2 separate regions of the Cricetulus griseus genome follow, and region 1 is linked to region 2. Evidence: chromatin contacts called from public Hi-C data. All regions are on one chromosome and are shown on one strand. Each heading gives the region's core, a stretch centred on a gene start, on an enhancer-like site or on the middle of the called end of the contact. The rest is flanking DNA. Distances are from core to core; before and after follow the strand shown. Region 1 holds the start of Rnf217 (probable E3 ubiquitin-protein ligase RNF217). Region 2 overlaps Rnf217 (probable E3 ubiquitin-protein ligase RNF217).

What was found. A called contact is a pair of places that touch in the nucleus more often than the background predicts.
Region 1: a Hi-C map of the CHO-K1 cell line shows a contact between it and region 2, with 5 times the contacts expected there. The contact joins the promoter of Rnf217 here to the enhancer-like site in region 2. A contact is called at or near these places in 4 of 8 Hi-C or Micro-C datasets (the CHL-YN cell line, the CHO-K1 cell line and fibroblasts).

The regions. Positions count from the first base shown.
Region 1 is chr2:249,829,555-249,837,190 of CriGri-PICRH-1.0, reverse strand. Rnf217 (probable E3 ubiquitin-protein ligase RNF217) reads left to right here and starts at 4,531. Exons shown (of 7, transcript XM_027398436.2): 1 at 4,531-5,184; 2 at 5,220-5,871. The coding sequence starts at 4,727.
Region 2 is chr2:249,749,866-249,756,584 of CriGri-PICRH-1.0, reverse strand. Rnf217 (probable E3 ubiquitin-protein ligase RNF217) reads left to right here. Exons shown (of 7, transcript XM_027398436.2): 3 at 2,905-3,138. Among named protein-coding and RNA genes, the nearest start is that of Rnf217, 79 kb to the left of the region's middle. Within about 2 kb of position 4,619, at least 2 of the 6 cell types and tissues checked have open chromatin away from gene starts, as enhancers often do. A contact at or near this core is called in the CHO-K1 cell line and fibroblasts, where this site is marked.

The DNA.
Region 1 (7,636 bases), core at 3,282-5,781, 81 kb before region 2:
TTTGTTAAGTTTCTGTCTGGTGGTCCTGTCTAGTGGTGTAAGGGGGGTGTTGAAGTCTCCTACTATAAGTGTGTGTGGTTTTATGTGTGGTTTGAGCTTTAGTAATGTTTCTTTTACAAATGTGGGTGCCTTCGTATTTGGGGCATAGATGTTCAGGATTGAGACTTCATCTTGATGGACTTTTCCTGTGATGAGTATGAAATGCCCTTCTTCATCTCTTTTGATTGCTTTCAGTTTAAAGTCTAATTTGTTAGATATTAGGATTGCTACCCCAGCTTGTTTCTTGAGCCCATTTGATTGAAAAATTTTTTCCCATCCTTTTACTCTGAGGTATCACCTGTCTTTGAAATTGAGGTATGTTTCTTGTAAACAGCAGAAGGATGGATTCTGTCTTCGTATCCATTCTGTTAGCCTATATCTTTTTATGGGTAAGTTAAGACATTTAGGGATATTAATGTCCATTGTTCATTGGTTCTTCTTTGTTTTGGATTTATTGTTGGTGGTGTCATTGCGTGTGGATTTTGCCCTCCTGTTTCTTTTTGTGTTTGGTAAAATTAGATTATCTATTGCCAGTGTTTTTGTGAGGTAATAATAACTTTTAAGGACTAGAAATTTACATTACATCATTAAATGTGCTGCATAGGTACTATACCTCAAATAAGAATAGAAACATATATACATATAATAAAAATAACCTTAAATTTGTGTCAAAATACAAAAATCCATATCAATGTAAACATTTGAGATTAGTAGTTGCTTTTTAGTTTAGATTTAATAATCTAGCCTTTATCCTATCCTTTCTATATCCCTCCCTTTTCTTTTTAGAAAGAGATATTTGAATCTAATCCACTTTGCTTAGCTTTCTCCCTGAGCATGACCAACAACAATTTGTAAACACCCCTCCCCAAATGATAATAAACATCCACAATCTACTGAAAAACCAAAAACCATGAACTCCAAATCTTGGGAATGTGGTGTTGTGTTCTCTAGACTGCTTCCTGTTGTCTGGGGGTGGCAGCATCTCTGAGGACCCTGGGAAATTTGAGATAATGGTCCACACCTGGGAGAGCTTGCTGTGCCATTGGTTTTCTAGTCTCTGTGTAATGGAAAAGTGCAGGACTTATCTGAAGTCCTGGCTGGAGTAGTGTGTGAGACTGAACCATCTCCGCTATCAGCCTTGAAGTTGTTCTGGATACAGAATTTTGAGGAAACTGCATTCTGAGAGGCTGGGCCATCTGGGCTACTCGTCCTCATTGGTGTCTGGTCCTTTTTTTTTTTTTTCTGAAAACACACAAACTTTTAAAGGTAACATATGTGTCTGTATTAATACAAGTATGGGATTGCAATGTGCACACATCAGCTAAAGATGATGATTTGTTTGTTTATTTTATTTGTTTGTTTATTTTACGTTTAAGCAGGTAAAAGGCATCTGTAAACTTTATAAGTCTGTTTGGACTGCATAACCAAACTATAATATAAATCTCTATCCATGTCATATGAAAAGATGACATGTAAGAATAAGTCACGAAGACTCTGCAGCCAACAAGATTTATCATGTCTCATCCAGTCTCAGAGTTTTCCCTTGTAGAGGGGTTTGCATATATAACTCCTGTCTTGTTTTTCTTCATGTCTTTAGCTAAGATTTTCAGGAGGTCTCCCTCAATCATATCTGATCTTCATTAATTTTGAAGAGATCCATAGATTTTTTGTTTCCTGTGGAAACAAAGTCATAACCTCTCCCCCAATACAACATATTTCCTCACTTTCATTCTGAAGTTAAGGCATTTTAAGTATGTCTCTATATCTGTCTGTCTGTCTGTCTGTCTGTCTGTGTGTGAGTGCGTGTGCATGCTGGTTTAATTTAGCAGTTTCCATAATCCAATGTCTCTTGGCAGTTATTGTTTTTCTTAAAGATTTATTTATTATGTATAGTGTTCTGCCTGCATGTATGCCTGTGCACCAGTTGTGAGCCACCATGTAGGTGCTGGGAATTGAACTCAGGACCTCTGGGAAGAGCAGCCAGTTCTCTTAACGTCTGAGCCATCTCTCCAGACCCCAGCTATTAGTTTTTGTTCATTAGAATTAAAAAAAAATTAAAGTCAACAAAGCACCATACAGGATCCAGATACTCTGTGTATTTTCTGTCTTTTCCAGGTTTTTTCCTTTTATATTATTTTATTTTCTCTTTAACTACTTTACTATTTTTAAACTATTAAATTTTTAATAACTGTCTATTTTTCTTGTCTTTCTTTAGCATCTAAGAACATTTTTAAGCATAGTATATCTGTTCAGAGGTTTTCTTAGTCTAGACCTGACTTTCTGCACATTTTTAGTGTGAGCCAAAACCAGCGTCACTGTGGCTCTGCTAACACATGTTGCTTGCTGGAAGCTGGTTGGTGAGAGTCAAGTCTCATGCCTGTGGGCCCCAGCATGGAGCTCCATCTATCTGCTCCAGCCTGGGAAGTTTTGGGGCACACACTGCAACAGGTATTTCTTCCTACTCTCCCAACAGAGTAGTGCTGGCTGCTCATAGCAGGCAGGGCCTTTTAAAGGAGTTGTGCCCTGAGACCTGGGTTGCCAGAAAGCCACCATCTACTCTGAGTTCAGTACTTTTTTTCAGGCCCTATGTGGCTTTCCTTGTTACATGTTGGGCACCATATGTAGCATACATTCATATTGGACTATCTTTGGATACCCAGCTCCCAAATAATGACATGGAGACTTATTATTAATTATGAAAGATTGGCCATTAGCTTAGGCTTGTTCCACAAGCTCTTATAATTTAAATTAACTTATTTATATTAATCTAAGTTCTGCCACATGGCATTACCTATTCTTATACTGCCCATCCTGCTTCCTCTGTGTCTGTCTGGCAACTCTGCCTTTCTTCTTCCCAGAGTTCTCTCTGTCCCTGGAAGTCTTGCCTAACCTCTTCCTGCCTAGCTATTGGGCATTGAGCTATTTATTACACCAACCACAGCAACATGTCTTCACACAGTGTACAGATATCCCACAACATTGCATGTGACTTGTTTTTATACTGTTGGGGTCCTGTGGGTCTCAGACCCAATTCTAGAGGTGCCAGGCCCAGCATTCATTCAAGTGTGAATTTACTGGGAGGAAGGAAGTGGGAATAATATGTTCCTATGATCAAAAATGCCAGAAGCATCTAAGAGGAAGAAGTCATGGTAAGGAAGGGCAATGAGGGTGGGCAGTCTTCAGGAATCCCAGTAGTCATCCATTTACCTGTCTAGGCTTCACTGCTGGCTTTTGAGTACCATTTGATCTTCAAAATAAGAATTCTTCAGCCTGGTGGTGGCACAAGCCTTTAAATCCAGCACTAGGGAGACAGAGGCAGGTGGCTCTCTGTGAGTTAGAGGCCAGCCTGGTCAACAAAGCGAGTTCCAGGACAGCCAGGGCTACACAAAAAGCCCTTCCTCAAAACAAACAAACAAAAAAGAATTCTTCATTCTTTGGGTTAGACTAATGAGTGACAGGGCATTTGGAATGATGCAACTCAACCTGCCCAGGAGTACTGAGTTGCGGTTACACCTGATAGAAATCTATGGCCTTGGTTCCACTGCTTGCTAGTACTGAATTCTTATCACCTTGTAGCATTTGCATCTGCCTTGGAAAATATTTTAGAATAACTCAATAACAACTTCAAGAAAAGAGTCTACACACTTCACAGTTTCTTCTTTTGACATGAATGTGTAAATTAAATTCCCTCCCAAGCTAAAAGAAAAAGGGTTGGTTTCCCAAAAAATGTTTTCATTGGCTTTAGAAAATTAAAACACACCAGTGTTTGGGTGACTAATACTTCCTGTAAAATAAAGATAGAGCAACACATAATTAAGTTCTGGCTCAAATATAATTGTTGTCTTGGAAACAGTTTTGGGTATGAATATGGTTATGTTAATCTCCCCGATTCCTAACAATGATCCAGTTGATTAATTAGGCCAGGCCACTCACTTAAAAGGGTTAAGAAACAAACGAACAGAAAACCCCACAAAGACAGTTTCCTGAGAGAAATGAGGGGAGTAAAAGAAAAAAAAAAGATAAATCTCGGGTTATTTGTTAGCGCTTCTAAACATTCTCGCTGGAGGACTAGGCGACAAGTGCTTTTTGAATTACTTGTGGTTTTCAAAGATCCTGTTGCACTAGGCAGGAAACGGAACGAGGCAGAATACACAACAGTGTGAAGAATCCCTGCCCCTGCTTCTCGGGTGCAACATCCCAGTGTTTTCTCGGTCCCGAGCCCAGTTTGCAGCAGTTTTGTGGGAAGTTCTCCTTAAAGCACAGCCCTAAGGGGAGCCTGCAGGCGCTGGAGGGTTTGGATGGGGCCGAGTGTGAACTCTAGGCGTGAGAGCGCATCTCAGCTTAGCTCACACTCAATCGGCGGTGCGTGCGAGTGTGAGCGCGGGTGCCCGCGCGCGGGTGTACGTGTGGGGAGGTGTGCGCCAAAGGGGTGGGGTGAGGGGGAGGGAGCAGGGCCCTAGGTGAAGCACGAGGGGAGGGGGGTCGCCCGCTCCCGCCGCTCCCCGGGGGGGCACCGGCGGCTGCCTGCGTCTCCGCCACCTCTCGGTGACGCCACTGGGCCCGCGACCCCTCTGCTCGCCGGCCGCGCTCCCCGCCGCGCGGAGACGGATGGCGCGGGACTGACTGTCGCCTCCTCCCCCGGGACTCCTCCGCCCTGCCCGGGGCTCGCGGCACCGCCCCGACCTGCATGCGGGCCGGGTCTCCGCAGCCTGAGGCCCTCGGCGTCCCAGAGGCGGTGCCCTGCCGCGCCAGAGGACGACGGCGACGACGAGAAGGAGGAGGAGGAGGAGGAGGAGGAGCCGGCTGCCCGCGCGCTGCGGCCCGGGAGCACGGGCTCCCCGGAGGGAGCTTGGGGCGTCCCGGCCCCGGAGGAGGGACCCGGAAGCAGAAGCGCAGCCGCGAGTGGAGGCGAGCCGCTGCCCGCGCTGCCCGGCGCCGGCTGGGGGTCCCGGCGGCTGGATGGGCGGCGGCGCGGCGCGGGCCGCGGGCGGCGATGGGCGAGGAGCAGAGCACGGTGAGCAGCGGCGGCGGGCCCTGGGAGGCGCGGGTCCCTGCCGGGGGCTCAGCGGGCCAGCCCGAGTCCCCCAGGCCGCGAGGGGACCGCGCCGGGGCTCCCGCGGCGCGCGCGCCTCCGCCTCCGCCTCCGCCGCCGCCGCCTCCTCCTCCTCCTCGGAGGCAAGCAGCGGCGGCTGCGGAAGAGACCCGGGCTGCGTGGACGCGAGCGCCCAGGAACCTGCGAGCAATCGGGCCACGGCAGGGCCGCCCGCGGGGCTGCCACTCCCCGGGCCCCTCGACCCCCAGAGTTTGGAACTGCAGCTGGAGCGCGAGGCCGAGGGAGCGGGGCCACGGGAGGCGACCCCCGGTCAGCAGCCCCCCGACGGGCTGCTTCTGGACGTGCTGGCCCAGCGACACCCGCCCCCTGCCAAGCCGCAAGTCTTGTGCTCGGTGTACTGCGTGGAGAGCGACCTGCCCGAGGCCCCCACCGCCGAGTCATTGTCGCCGCCAGAGTCCCCACCTCGAGCACCGCCGGGGCCGATTCCCGCCAGCCCGCCACCCTCCTTCCCCAGCTCTCCCTTGTCGCTCCCGGCGGACCCCCTCTCCCTGGACGGCGGCAGCATCGAGCTGGAGTTCTACCTGGCTCCGGAGCCCTTCTCCGTGCCTGGCCTATTAGGAGCTCCACCCTACTCGGGCCTGGGCGGGGTGGGGGACCCCTACGCGCCCCTCATGGTGCTGATGTGCCGGGTGTGCCTGGAAGACAAGCCCATCAAGCCCCTGCCCTGCTGCAAGAAGGCGGTGTGTGAGGAGTGCCTCAAAATCTACCTGAGCGCCCAGGTAACTTCCACTGCCCTCTGCCCACTCTCAGCCGGTTCACCATGCCAAAGCCCTGGGGTGGAGGTTCCCCTCTAAGCTCCCTAGCAAGGGAAGAGGTGACCGGGCCCGCTTACTCAGGCCCTCTAGCAATTGCTACCGTCGTACTTGTTATTAAGTGTGTTTTTTGCCCACACTGGTTTATTGGCTGGTTAACTCTGCCCTGAGCCTCAGATTTTGGTTGGCAACTGCGGGAGGAATGAGGCGGATTGCCCTCTGATTATTTCTTCTGTGGCTTGCATGCAAGAGCTTGCTCTGAGGAGAGTAGAGAGACTGCCTCACTGGCCTGGCATCCCAGAAATTAACAGCCAGTGAGCATAAAATAAATATTTGTGGTGCTGGTGAAGAGAAGGGTTGAGATTAGTATGTCAGGGCTATGATACCTGTGTTTTAGCTGGGTTCCCTCTTTATATCGAAAGATGTGTAAATTAAAAAAAAATAACTCTTGCCCACTTGTCAGTTTTCCACACTAAAGTGAGAATACTTTTCTCTGCTGAAATTTTAAGCCGGCACAGTACTTTTATTTCCTCAAGAGAGAAACAAAACAGAAAGAGCCAAACAAAGCAGAGGGAGCAAGGAGAGGTTTCTACCCAACAGGCTGCCCGCCGAACTTTCCTCCCCTCCACCCGCCTTCGGAGAGCTTGTTGGTTTTTTTTCTTGGAAAGCTTGAGAAACATAGCAGCCCTCCTTCATGATTTTCAGTGTGTCGTGTTTCTGCCAGTGTTTTGCACAATCCTTAATGCCTTTTGATCCCATGTCTGATTGTCCTAGGCCTGTTCATCTTTCAAAACCTTGTCTGTTCAGGTGCCAACTCTATCGTGAGGCTTTACCTCATTCTCCAAGCCCTTGCTCACTCAGATGTTTTTAAAATTTGTCTTCGAATCTTTCCTGCCCTGAAATTCTTCCCTTCCTGCCTGTTTGTCTTGCTAGACTGTCTGGATGTCTGAACTGGGTAGTTTTCAGATGAGAGTGTTGCACAGACTGGCTGAAGTGAATTGACCAGGGCTCTGAACAGTGTGGTTCCTGAATATTTTGTGGCCACTCCATTGCTGGGGTCTAGTCTGAAAGTGCCCAACTGAAAATGCAGAGAGAGACTTAGACAGACTGGAATGTTACACAAACAGGAGCTTGGCCCAAATGACTGAGATCCAAACGCCTGGGAGAGACGGTGGTGTCTGTTTTTAGGATTTATCCGCTGATGGAGACTTAAGGCAGGAGGAGTGAGGCTGCTTGTTTGTGGTCGTTTCTATGACATCACCCTGGTAGACATAGTGCTACAGTCTTGTGCAGAGCCTTGGGGTGGGACTCCAACGACCCCCAAATATGGGCCTTGCTCCAGAGACTGCATGTTGATAGCAAATGTGTTAAAAAATAAAAATAGTACACAGTAGCATCCAATGAGAGGTAAACACTGATACCCAGTCACACTTAGCTGTTTGTTTGTTTGTTTGTTTATGGACAGGATCTTGCTGTGTAGCTTAGTCTGGCCTTGAGCTGGCTAAATACCCAGGTTGGCCTTGAACTTTTTTGATCCTAAGGCTTCTACTTCCTTAGTTCTGAGATTAACATTGTGGTCCTACTATGTCCAGCTCTAGTCTTTACCTACTAAGTGCTGGATATAACCACCAGCTGGTTTTGAAGTTCACAGTTGGTACTCCTGGTGGGTTATGCCACCTAACAATTTGATTTCCTTACACTGGGCCCTTGTGCCAAAGCAGTTTTCTTTTTG
Region 2 (6,719 bases), core at 3,370-5,869:
GTTTGAAATCTACAGGAAATAAGGTGTTCATGGAAATGGAATAGATTTGCAGAAAGAGCCAAGAACCATTGAAATTGAAGAGCAGAGGCCTGGTTGGATGTTGGATGGCATCCCAGTGTGGTCAGGTAATAAACACCCAAGAGTAACAAGATAGCCTTGTCCTCGGGATGCCTGGGTTGGTTCTGCTCTCCAAAGTGCATGGCATTCCATAAGATGTGACTGTTCCAGATAGCTATAAACATACTGCATCCACCATTACCACTTATTTGGTTAAAATTTGAAATACAAAAGTAGAGGAAGGGTAAATTCAAGCATCAATCTGGGAAAAGGTCATCTGGGCTCTTAAGCACAAAAGTGGGCTGCTCCCCAATAAACGAGAGAAATTGTGCCTCCCTGTGCTACGAACTGAGTACTTGCCTGTTTCTGTAGGAAAAAAAGTTCAGGGTCCTCAGATATCATAATGCCCTGCCTTTGTGCTCTGATCCAAGTTCATGTTTACAGCCTCTTCTGCACTCAGACATTGGGGTCCAATCTTATTTTTCAATCCCATTTTAAGGGTGTAATTCACATGAATGTTTGCTGTGTAAATCAATACAGTAGGGGTGACTAAAGCGCGGCACTCCTGCACTAGAGAGCTCTGCATTTGCCCCCAGGCCTTTTTCTGTGTTGGTTCATTTGACCTCGTGGAGCAGCTTCATCCTTATTGGCTGAGTCCCATTGATCTTAAGCTGCCACTCAGCCTCACTCAGTCTAAGAAGCTTAGTCTGACCCTCCCAGGTCTGAAGTGACCAAGCTTCCCCATCTTTTGGTGACACCGTGCACCACCCTGTCAGACTGACACTGTCATCACTCTGGGTCCCGACTGTGACTGCCTCATTCCTGATAGGTACCTGCCTAGCTTCAGCACTTAACTTGGTGCCCTGTTCTGAGCAGGGCTTCATAGATATCAACAGACCATTAAAAGAAGGAACATCTTATCATTTTTAAACATTTTTTAAAGATTTTATTTATTTATTATGTATACAACATTCTGCCTCCATGGATGCCCGTGTGCCAGAAGAGAGCACCAGATCTCATTACAGATGGTTGTGAACCACCATGTGGTTGCTGGGAATTGAACTCATGACCTCTAGAAGAGCAGCCAGTTCTCTTAACCTCTGAGCCATCTCTCCAGCCCCCCATTTTTAAACATTTTCATAAACCCAAACAAACTCTTACTCTTCCGTGGTTATTTTTGTCTCTATGAAAAGTTTATAAGGACCTCTTTCCTGAGGTGTAACTTAAATATATGTACATTAATTTAACAAGAAGACCACAGAGCTAGATTGGGAGAGAAGGATACTACCTTTAGCATTTGAAATGGGAACTAGATGCCACACACAATAAACATGACAGAAAATGATTAAAACAGAAAATTCTAACACAACTCATTTTTAAGAGATGGAGAAACTTGAATAAAGAGGGACTAGGATATTTTCCAAAGTAACCACAGCACTGTAATCTCCTTGCCCCCAACCCCACAATGTGACAAAGGGCGGCATTGGAAACTCACATGACAATTACAACTCTCTGATTTTGCCATGCTACTCTGACATTCTGAGAAATCTAACCCTAATCCACCCACAAGAGAAAAGAGCACAGGAAGAGTGAGGTGGAAATGGGAAAAAGTCACATGGTCTGGAGAAGAGAAAAAACATGCCAGAAAGAGCAACTAAAACTAAAGAATCTTAAACTCACTTTCAACTTTGCTGTTCATCAGATACAAACTTGAGGGTGGGGGGATGGGTAAGAAGTGAAAAGTGGAAGGAAGCTGGGAGGACATGGTAATGCCAGGAAAAGCCATGAGCTAACCTGATAATAATGTAGAAGAATCTGGCTGGCTTTAAATAAATACCCTTGCCAGCATATTAGTATACTGTTAAAATATAAATCACCCTATAATTTTCTATTAAAGTTGTAGAAAATGTGTCACAAACAGGTTTATTTTCTAAGTATCTTCATAATATTCATTTAAGTATGCTCCTAGTTACAACCAGATTTTACCATTGTACTTACTGTGTCTTAACACCACCAATGTATTTTTAGCTGTTTCATATTTATTCTTTTGGTGTATTGTAGGGAAGGGGACTTACTTGTGCCAAAGTGTGCACATGGAATCAGAGGACAACTTCTGGAAGTTGATCCCCTTCTACTGTGTGGGTCTGGGGGATTGAACTCACAACTCAACCTGAGTGACAAGCACCTATGCCTGCTGAGCCATCTCAGCAACCCAGGCTTCTCTTGTTTTTCTTTTCTTACTTCTAAGATTGTGATAACATCAGAGCTGTTTATGTGCTTGTAAGGGAAGGGCCAAAGAAAACATTAATTTTGGGTTATTATTTTTATAAACTAATAGCTATTAAACATAAACACTTCATAAGATTTCTCTTTTTAAAGATGTGCCCAAAGCATAGTGCTGAAACAGTGCAGTGAGGTTGAGATCTCTGAAATGCCTTTGGTTGTCGGATCCCAGGATGCTGACTCATCTGACGACTTACAGCTGGCTTGCTGCCTGTATGCTCTCTCACCCTGCAGTTTCCAATATATATATATATATATATATATATATATATATATATATATATATATATATGAATGAGATGGTCATTTGCGTCTTTAATATGCCTGTGGATCATCAAATAAGTTCACAAACATAATTGTCAGAGAGCCCTTAAGCATCCTACAGATCACAGTTTTTGGTACTCAATGTAGGTTTGAAAATGACTAACTCCTTATGCTATCTGGAAAGAGAGCTGAAAACCTTGTCTTGAAAGCAATCGATAATTAATGCTGTATGCAAAAACAAGCAACAAACAACCTCAATAAACAGTGGTCTTTTTCTTTTCCTTCTGTCCTTTCACAAAGGTACAACTTGGCCAAGTAGAAATCAAATGCCCCATCACAGAGTGTTTTGAATTTCTGGAGGAAACTACTGTCGTCTACAACTTGACTCATGAAGACTCCATCAAGTATAAGTACTTCTTGGAACTTGGCCGAATTGACTCCAGCACCAAGCCGTGTCCTCAGTGCAAACACTTCACAACCTTTAAGAAAAAAGGACATATCCCTACTCCTTCCAGATCAGAAAGCAGATACAAAGTAAGCATGCTTTCCTGAGCAGTAGGTTAAAGGTCACAGGATGGGAGCAGCCACGATAGGCCTACTAGTGGTGGGTGTGGCCTGGGCTTCCTTCTATTCCTTAATCCAGAGCCCCAGGTAAGCAGACTTTGCTGGTGATTCTAACATGTGGTCTGGGGAGACCAATGCGAAGAGATCTCCCTGGAGGATTTAACTGAAGTTTTCTCTTTGACCTTAATCATGTTGAAATTTTTTTTAATGACCTAATGGAAGGGTAAGCTTTAGAGTCACAGTCATAACTGTTACTAAGTGCTAAGTAAATAGTTGTCCCCACCCCATTTTTAAATAATGAGCTTGACTTCTTCATTGGTCTTAATTTTTATTTCTTCATCCTTTGTTTATTATAAGCAAAAGTTGTATAAAATATCACTCATTCACTATTTGCCAACTACAGAATGTTTGGCATTTACTCCCATCAGGTAACAAACAAATGTGACACTGTCCCTGCCTCAAAAGTCTCATTAGGGTGTGTTGGCCAATTTTCTGTTACTGTAACAAAAATCAACTTATAGAGAGAAAAGGTTTGTTTTATCTATTGATCAGCTGGAGACATTTTAGTCTAGGGAACTTTAGTCTGATTCATTTGGGCCTATGTAGAAGAACCAGCTGAGCAAAACACTCATCTTGTAGTTGTACAGCAAAGGGGGGTGGGGCATTGGAGTTTCAATTTCCCTTCAAAGGGCATAGCCTCAGTGATCTGAAGGCTTGCCATTAGGCCTTGCCTCCTAAAACTCAACCATCTCTCACTAGTCCCCCCCTAGGAACAAGCATTTATTTACCATCTAGACATCTGGGGGTGGTGCTTAAGATGCAATCTGTTGTAGAAGGGACATATGTAATAAGAGTATGTAAGTGAGTGCTTGGGTAGGCACTAGCTAGGATGGTAAGAACGGCTTCCTGGAGAAGGAATTGTTCTGGCTGACACAGAGGAAAGCATGGTAGAGAAAGCATGAGTCAATGTTTAGGCCCCAAGGCTGAGGCCGGGTGTGTTGGGAACAGGTGGGGAAAGAAGGGAGAGGCATCTGGGAAGATGTGTAAGTGCAGGCCAGGCTGAGTCTTGTACCGTGGGGTCACAAGTTGGAATTTAATTCTGTGGGCGTCAGAGAGAAATCAGACTGGCAGAGTACAGAGGCTGCCACAGAGGACAAGACCAGGAATAGGAACCATAGGCTGAGCTGTGAGATGCAGCCTAGAGAGCTGTTGAGATACAAGAGTGCAGCAGCCCTGCCCAGAACAATCATCTTGCAATATGTTGCACCTCAGTAGGAGTCTGGCCTGGAGCAGAGTAGAGAACTTCCAGCATGAGGCCATGAGGCTGCTGAATGGTACCCTCTTTCACCATCACAGCCGCTCCATTTAGGGGCTGTTCCTGCCCTGTGCTGTGTCTTGGAAACAATGGCTACTCCATTATTCATCCCGTAGCCTTAAGGAGACTGTGGTTTATCTAGAATTTTCCTTTCCTCCACTGTGCCAGTGGGGAGCTAGAGTCCTGCTTAGTTAGTCAGTCTCTTCATGACTAATTGGCCTCAAGGCTGCCCAACACTCATAGCTATAGTTTTTGTTTTGTTTTGTTTTTTTGTGGTGTTGGGTACTCCTGTCTCTTTAACGCATAACTGTCCAGAAAAGTCTTTTGTTAAAGCTAGCCATCTTGAGATGATGAAATTGTGTAACTGCAACAATGACCTACAGAGACCTTGAATCTTAATAGACTTTTTTAATTTTATGCTTTGTAGTCTTAGGTTATTTTGAGGAACTACTCCACTTGTATTTTATTAATGTTATCAAGAGATGTTTAGTTGTAGACTTGTCTTTCCCTAACTGAGAATATTTTATTTTTTTCTCAATTATTTTTAGAATTAGATATATGTATAAAATGAGACTACTCAGTTTTGAAATTTGTGGTAATGAAAACATGAATGCATAGTTGCATCAAAGTGAAAGTGATTTGAGTAATTTAAACAGTAATGTTATTACTAAATGTGCAACAAGTTCTGTAATTTAAGGTACAATTACTGTAAGAATAAAATATTATGTCTTGTTTCATCAAAGCCATGTTAAGATAAACATAATTTATCATCTTGTGTATATATTCAGCTGTGTGTGGTTTTGAGTGAAGAAAAGGTATTTGGATAATATATCCCAGTGATGGGCATCTCCCAGTGTCTGTCAGCTGAGTTGTAGTTAAGCAAAGGAACAGGGGGCAAGTGGACCAAGAGAATAAAGTTGCTTTGAGGAGGGCAGAAATTTAGTAGAAAGTAAATGTTGCTCAGGATGAAGTAGTTTAAATTGTCAGGGTTTGAGACAGGATGGAAAGCCAGGTATATGTCAGCCAGCTTTGTATCACTGTGACAAAATGCCTGAGATACTCATTTTACAAGGAGGAAGATTGCCCTCTGGTTTGAGTGCATGACTGACTGGCTATCCTCATTGTCTTGGAGTCTGGTGAGTAGCAGCAACATGTAGAATGGCAGAGGAAGGAAAAAGAAGAGGTGGGTCTGGGTCTCACTATTTCTTCAGGGACATCCCCACAATGACCCAACTTCATCCCCTCAACCCCACCGCCTAAAGGCCCACAATGACCCAACTTCATCCCCTCAACCCCACCGCCTAAAGGTCTCCATCAACCAGAAGCACAGTAGGTAGCAGCTTCACCAGCATTCATGGACTATTAGGACATTTCAGATCCAAACTGCAGCACAACTCAAAGCAGAGCTACTTTGCAGATTTCAACAGCAGCCAGGCTGCCATCAAACGTGGATATGATCATGTTTGTTGCCCCTGTTTATTCTCCAACAGCCAAGAGACATATAATCTCCCTGTTCTATGCTGCCCATAGTGTGAGGCATGATTCCAGTAATTCCTGAAGCAGTGCTTCTTACTACTTTAGCATAATGTTCACATAGCATCACTAAATTCCAAGCTGTGCCTTAGCACTACCTGATTTGCATGCTCAAAAGTATCTCGATACTGAGATAAGGAGGACTTTGGCATGGTCATTCCAGAAAGTCCCATGGCATACATGTTTGCAGGGTAGCATTGTAAATTGACACTAAGGTCTTGATACTTGAGGTGAGCAAGTAGACTTTTTTTTCTTCTTCCTCTTCATTTTGATGTATTTCAATCATCTATCCCAATAACCAACTCCACTTCCAATTTGATATAGTGGAATAAGTTTACAACTAAAAAAGGTTGTCTGTAATCCCTAATGTGTCTGAGTAATTTACTATCTCTTTATGGTGTTATTTATATCCCTAGGCCAGTTTTATACCTATCAACAGGTCCTTTATTGTGTTTATTTATTTTGGGAGTATTGTTCTTGAATTACTGGGTTGTAGTATCTTGTTCTAAGATGTCACTTTGATCATTTATTATGGTTTTGGCTATCAAGTTAGACACACTTAAGACAGCAGGTTAAAAATTGATTTTAAATTTCAGTCATTTTCTAGCTCAGTGAATGTTTTTCACATGAAGCTAAGATCTAAAATGCAGTATCTGAGCCTTTCCTTTGTATAGTTTTTTTTTTTAATATATAAAGACCATTT